Linked DNA regions of Ovis aries: region 2 is linked to region 1. A link is a contact called in public Hi-C data. All regions are on one chromosome and are shown on one strand. The core of a region is the stretch at or near the end of the contact, and the rest is flanking DNA. Distances in the headings are between cores, read along the strand shown. Region 1 has its middle 730 kb from the start of SLC10A2. Region 2 holds the start of EFNB2 (ephrin B2).

Region 1 (3,240 bases), core at 218-2,717:
GGGCGACCCAATATCGTTCTCTCCTCCCGTTGATGGAACCCTGGTCACAATAAGCATCATCTAAGTTATGACCAACCTAAATAGCATATTCAAAAGCAGAGACATTACTTTGCCGACTAAGGTCCGTCTAGTCAAGGCTACGGTTTTTCCTGTGGTTATGCATGGATGTGAGAGTTGGACTGTGAAGAAGGCTGAGTGCCAAAGAATTGATGCTTTTGAACTGTGGTGTTGCAGAAGACTCTTGAGAGTCCCTTGGACTGCAAAGAGATCCAACCAGTCCATTCTGAAGGAGGTCAACCCTGGGATTTCTTTGGAAGGAATGATGCTAAAGCTGAAACTCCAGTACTTTGGCCACCTCATGAGAAGAGTTGACTCATTGGAAAACACTTTGATGCTGGGAGGGATTGGGGGCAGGAGGCGAAGGGGATGACAGAGGATGAGATGGCTGGATGGCATCACTGACTCGATGGACGTGAATCTGAGTGAACTCTGGGAGTTGGTGATGGACAGGGAGGCCTGGCGTGCTGCAATTCATGGGGTTGCAAAGAGTCGGACATGACTGAGCAACTGAACTGAACTTTACAGAAGATGTACCCCCTAAACATTATCTGATGTGTTTGTTAGTTCTGTACACTCGCTCGATAACATTCACATGCCCTGTAGACTAGAAGAGTTTCCCAGATGGTGTTAGTTGTAAAGAACACACCTGCCAATGAGGGAGAACCAGGAGACCCAGGTTCGATCCCTAGGTTGGGAAGATACCCTAGAGGAGGGCACAGCAACTCACTCCAGTATTCTTGGCTGCTGCTGCTGCTGATGCTGCTGCTGCTGCTAAGTCACTTCAGTCATGTCCAACTCTGTGCGATCCCATAGAGGGCAGCCCACCAGGCTCCCCCATCCCTGAGATTCTCCAGGCAAGAACACTGGAGTGGGTTGTCATTTCCTTCTCCAATGCATAAAAGTGAAAAGTGAAAGTGAAGTCGCTCAGTCGGGTCCGACTCTTAGCCTAGAGAATTCCAAAGACAGAGGAGCCTGGCGAGCTACAGTCTCAAAGAGTATCAGGCACAACTGAAGTGACTTAGCATGCAGGCATGCAGAGTGAGAAAGAGCTTTACGATAAGATCATTGCAAGTCTAAGGTCATTTCATATCTGAGGTTATTTTGATTAAAAAAATTAACCTATCTCTGTTCATATTTGTACTGAAGAAATTTTTTTTTCTAATTTTCAAATCTCTATAGCCTCCCACTTTGCATTCCCACCGTCATAAAGCTGCTAACACTCCTCTAATTTTGATTTGTTTAAAGGAAGAAAGGGGTGAAGAGTTCAAGCCGTCATTTTTATATGCCACAAATAAAATAACTCTGCTTCTTTTGCGGCACATGCAGAAGTACGAAAAGCCTCTCGGATTCCTGACAGAGCTGTCATTGTTTACCACGAGTACTGTCATAGCTGTGTGCCTTGTCATTCTGTACAGCGGGGCATGGGCTGGCATCCTGCCCGACGCTGATTTGCAGATGGGAAGCCGCTCCTCTCCCTTCCCAGGGTAATTCCTGGGGAAAGTGTGCTCCCTAGTGTTAGCAGAGGCTTAATGGCTGGAGGGTTCCAGCTGACCACACAGAAAGGAGGTGGGTGTCCTTTCTCAGCCCTCTCCAGGTACACTTCGTGTGGTTGTCAGGCTGTCCTTCTAACCAGTCGTGCTGCAGCTGCGTCATTCCACTGCAGCAAAAGATACAAGCAGAATCTGTATATACCCGCCAGAAATCACCTGAATGCTAGAGGTTCTGGTGATTTTCAAGTAGGCTGACATCTTTGCGGAAGACACTTTTGAGTTATTACATTTATGACCCCCAGATACAAATTCCAATTTCCTTTCCTCCTTCCTTACCTGCTTGAAAATTGCATCCCAGTGTGGAAGTAAGCAATTAAAAAAAAAATTGTCTTTTCTGTTTATAGTTTTGTATAAAATCAAGGTTTCTCTTTTGTTGAATTGCAAATTTAGGTAAACAATTTATGTTACCTGAAAATGAAAGGGACAATAATTGATTCAAAGAAATGTGTCACTAAGAGGCAAAATTAAATTATCCTTCTCACTATTTTCCTAATTAAAAGTTATTCAATTTAAAACATTTTCATCGAAAGGTGCGTTTTGCTGGAAAAATTGCAGATTATAGCTCCTAGAAACAAATTTTTAACTTATTTTTCTTTAGTGAAAAAAAGTCTACCTTAAAGTTTTGAATTGTATTCAATATTATTTTTAACAAGGATGCTGGAGTTATTCATTTTTCCATCCACCTGTATATATGCATTTTGCTTAGGGAGTTGTTTGATGATGTAGATCCCACTTAACAGCTCAAAATTTACTTCTAGACTTCAACCTTATGTTGTGAACAACACAAATTAGGTATCTGAGAAACCGAACTTAAATTAGATTTTTAAAAAATAAACCCAAAACAAAAATAAAACTTAAAACAACCTTGATGAATAGGCTAAAGATTTTTTTTTAAGTTATAGACACTAGATTATAATGTATTTTAATGATTTGATAGTCATCTTTTTAAAAGTTGGGGTAATAAGTGTCACTATTCTTCAAGGGTCTTCAGCAAATATGTTTCTCCCAGGACATGCATTATAACTTCATTTTGGATTCATAAAAGAAGTTGTGATGACAAAAACTGATATATGAAAGTTAGAAACATTTTCACTGTTATAAGATGAAGACAAAGATAGTCTGTGCCAGGTTATGTAAATGTTTCCTAGGCATCTGATATAATAATTCCTACTAACCTCCCCCAAAACTCTAAATATTAAATATCAAGAATATTCTAATATTTTATAGAATCATGTGCTAAAAAATATAGAAATAGGGAAAACATTTAAACAATAAATTCCACTGGCTCCCTATAACTAATACTATTTTATTCAAGGACCCTGGAAAAAAGACACGGTCAAATAAAAATATATGGAATTTCCTACATTTAAGACTGCAAAAATTACTATTATTTACTTGTTAAGTATTAGAAAGGGCTATGACAAGAATGCGTACAATTTCTATCTTTAGCTTTTAGAGTGATTTATGTCTTTATTTATATAGGTTCTCCGGTCTTTAGAGTTTGCAATACCCTCTCCACACGTGTTAAACAACCTGTACATGATATTGTGTTATACAACCTGTACACAAAACTGTGTTTATCATAATACAACAGTGTGAATATGTATTAGATAAAATAATCTAATATTAA
Region 2 (3,240 bases), core at 316-2,815, 2.3 Mb before region 1:
AAAATTTACAATTCGTAGCAATAGTAGTGACCGGTTATTTGCGTTTAAAACATTAAGGGAAACCTGGTGTAGAAAGGAATTTTTTTAAGCATGCTGTAGGTAGGTATACAACATAAATTTTTCAAACCGAATTGTTGGCAATCGTGCACAGTGCCTAGTCCCCGCCGCGCTCCCGCCGCTGTTCCTCACTCCGCCGATCTCGCCCGCGGCCCCTCTGCGGCGGGGCGCGCGCGCGGAGTACCGGCCCCTCGAGGATCCCGCTCTGGCCGCGGAGCGCACAGAGCGGCCGCTAGTGGGCACTGTGGGTCCGCGGAAGCGGCGGCGCCGCGCGTCCCGGCTGCTCCGGGGGCCCGCGCTCGGCCGGGACTCGGAGAGAATTCCCGCCGCCCCTCCGCTTCTCTGTCCCCGTCACCCTCGAAATTCGCGGTCACCTTGGGGAGGAGTGAGCGTGTCCCGATCAAGGAGACGGTCCGGCGGCGCGCGCGGGGAGAAGGGCTGCTTTCGTGGGGCCAGCGCCTTGGGGCTCGGCCACCCTGCCGGGTCCCCGGCAGACGCGCTCTGCCTTTCCCGGCCCCCGCGCACTGGGATCGGGCGCCCCGGCCAGCGTTTGGCGCAGAAATCAGGTGTGCGAAGTGTCACCGACAAGCCCTGGAGAGGGGGTGGCTAGGGGGTGTGCGAGGGGCCGTGAGCCCCTCTACGCAGATCTGGGGGGTGGGGAGAGGTCCTCCGCCTCATAAGGAGGAAGAAACCCACCACTCGGGAAACCCACCACTTTCCTCTCCGCAGGGAAAAGGGGCGCCCTTGCCGTGGTGTCTCTGCCGAACTTTAGGGCGTTTGCTGGGCCCTGAGATCGCGGCTGCTGGGCGCCTCCGGGCGCAGCTGTGCGCTGCTGGGCGCGGGGACAGGTGGCCCGCGCTGCCCCCGCTCCCTCTCGCCCTCGGGGCCGAGAGTCTCTAGGCCGCCGCTCCGGGGGCGCCAGGGGCTCGCGCGCGGGTTGGTCCCCCTTGGCCCCGGCTCCCCGGCGCGGCTGCGCTCGCGCCGCCCGCCCGGGGGCGGGGGCGGGGCTCACCTGTCAAGTGGCACCGCCCACTCTGGGGTGGGGGGCGGGGTGGTGGCTGACGGACAGTCCAGTCGTCCAACCGGCAGACGAGGGCCGCGCGGCGGGCCAATGGGCGGCGCGGCGCGGGGCGGGGCTCCGCGTTTATAGCGCTCTGACAGCGCGCCGGCCGAGCGGACTCTGCTCGGCGGGGACGGCGGCGCCGGCCGGAGAGAGGAGCGGTGCGCGGAGCTGGTCCCGGCGCCCTCCCCGCGCACAAAGGGCCCCCCTCACCCCCCAGCCCCGCGCGCGCATTTTGGCGCTCGCGGCGAGGACCGAGCCCCCCGCTCCTGCCTGCCCCGCGGGTTGGGATCAGCGAGGACTGTGGAGGCTCCCCGTGCGCCCGGAGGCGCCCCTCGCCGCTCGCGCCCCGCGCGCGCTCCGGGACATGGAACGGCGCCGAAGCGGCGTCCGCGCGCTCGGGCCGCTGCCGGGCCCCCTGGATCTATAGTGCGAGGCGGCCCCGCTCGGGGCGCCGCGTCCGCCGCCGCGTCGTCTCTCCGCCTTTGTGTCCCGGCCGCGCGCCCTCCCCGCTTTCCGGCGCCCGGCACCCTGGAGCCGCACGGGAGCCGGCTGTCCAAGCTGCGTCCGGCGCGGCGCCCCGGAGCCCCGAGCCCGCCGCGCCGCCGCGCCCCGCGCGTGCTCTCCCGCCCTGCGCTCTGAGGGCCCCCGCGGAGAGCGCCCCCGGGCCTCGGCGACCGCTGGAGCTGCTGATCGGCGCGCCCAGGAGCTGCCTGCGGTCTCCCCCGTGTCTGCCCGGAGGATTGGGGTTCCCGGCCCGCACTTCGTTCCTCCGGCGCCAGGAGCGCGCGGAGCTGGGAGCGGCTTGGCCATGGCCGCGAGGAGGGACTCCTTGTGGAAGTACTGCTGGGGAGTTTTGATGGTTTTATGCAGAACTGCGATTTCCAGATCGATAGTTTTAGAACCCATCTATTGGAATTCCTCGAACTCCAAGTAAGTAACGTCCACGATGCCCCTCGTTCGCCGCCCCGGGGTCCGCCGCTCCGCGCAGCCCCGAAGGGAGGATGGGTCGGGCCGCCGAGCCTTGGAGTCTGTTTCTGGATCCTCGATCCCTCGCGCCCCCTCGACCCCCACCCCCGCCGCCTTTCGCTTTGTGGTGACTCCGCTCGGCCTTGCAGCCAGAGCGCCGGCCCTGAGGGGCGCCCTCCTCGTCCTCCGCCCTGTGAACAGGCTCCCGGGGGCTAAAAAAGCCCCTTGTTGACTTGGGTGTCACGTCTGGAGAGGTGTCCGATGGCGATCCCTGACCCTGACTTCTCCAGGGCGGAGAACGGGACCGCAAACAGGGTCGGCTGGCGCGCCGAGGCTGGTGGGCTCCGGAGACGCGAGGATGCCGCGCTCCCGAGGAGCGGCGGGGCGCGGGGCGCGGGGCGCGGGCTGGGCGGGCGGGGCAAGCAGGCCGGGGGTGCAGCGGAGCGCTCCCGGGAGAAGGGAGCCGGGGGTCCCTGGGCCGCCCGGAGCTCGCGCGCCTGGGCGCCGCGCGGCCTGCCCGAGGGTGCGCGGGGAGCTCGCCTGCCTGGGAAAACTCGGGCGGCGAGCCCTTCCCTCCCTGCCTGGGAGACCGGCCTTCGGCTGTTCCCGGGGAACTGTCTGCAGGTCGGCCTCTCCCTTCGTTTCTAAACCCTTGGGCCGGACTCTGTGTCCCGAAAGCTAACTTGATTTTAACGATGCTTTGCGCAAAAGCTTCATTAAGGCCCTGCCCAGTCGCCACACAGCTCCTGAAGCCTTCGCGCCTGGGGAGCCTGGGCGGGAATGGGAGCCTTGGGTCCGATTTGCTTTATCGAAAGGTGCAGCCCGAAGAAGCCAGGCCTGGCGGAGATTAAGTTTCAGTGTGAACAGCCCGAGTACGTTTAGCATTTAGACAAGGAGATCCATCTCGAAATATACCTATATGATATATATACATATATGGTCGTGACTGGTAATTAGTCAGCTGTGCACTCAGTATTGCGTTATTACCTCACTCTCGGGACACGTCTCAAATCCTAGACAAAATTATTTAACAGAACCATGATTTTTTAACCTTGGGAAACTTGGGCGGGGGTGGGGGAGGAGGGGGAGTCTGAAGACACTGGTTGTTCCCGGAGTCAGCATTTGAGATCAGAAGCGAAATCAATGACCTAATA

Evidence for each region. A called contact is a pair of places that touch in the nucleus more often than the background predicts.
Region 2: a contact with region 1 is called in a Hi-C map of tail adipose tissue, with 6 times the contacts expected there. The contact joins the promoter of EFNB2 here to the enhancer-like site in region 1. A contact is called at or near these places in 3 of 16 Hi-C or Micro-C datasets (hypothalamus, skin fibroblasts and tail adipose tissue).

Annotation. Positions count from the first base shown.
Region 1 is chr10:79,360,293-79,363,532 of ARS-UI_Ramb_v3.0, reverse strand. No RefSeq gene overlaps it. Among named protein-coding and RNA genes, the nearest start is that of SLC10A2, 730 kb to the right of the region's middle. Within about 2 kb of position 1,467, at least 13 of the 54 cell types and tissues checked have an H3K27ac peak or open chromatin away from gene starts, as enhancers often do. A contact at or near this core is called in hypothalamus and tail adipose tissue, where this site is marked.
Region 2 is chr10:81,668,006-81,671,245 of ARS-UI_Ramb_v3.0, reverse strand. It overlaps EFNB2 (ephrin B2), which reads left to right and starts at 1,565. Exons shown (of 5, transcript XM_004012234.6): 1 at 1,565-2,050. The coding sequence starts at 1,929.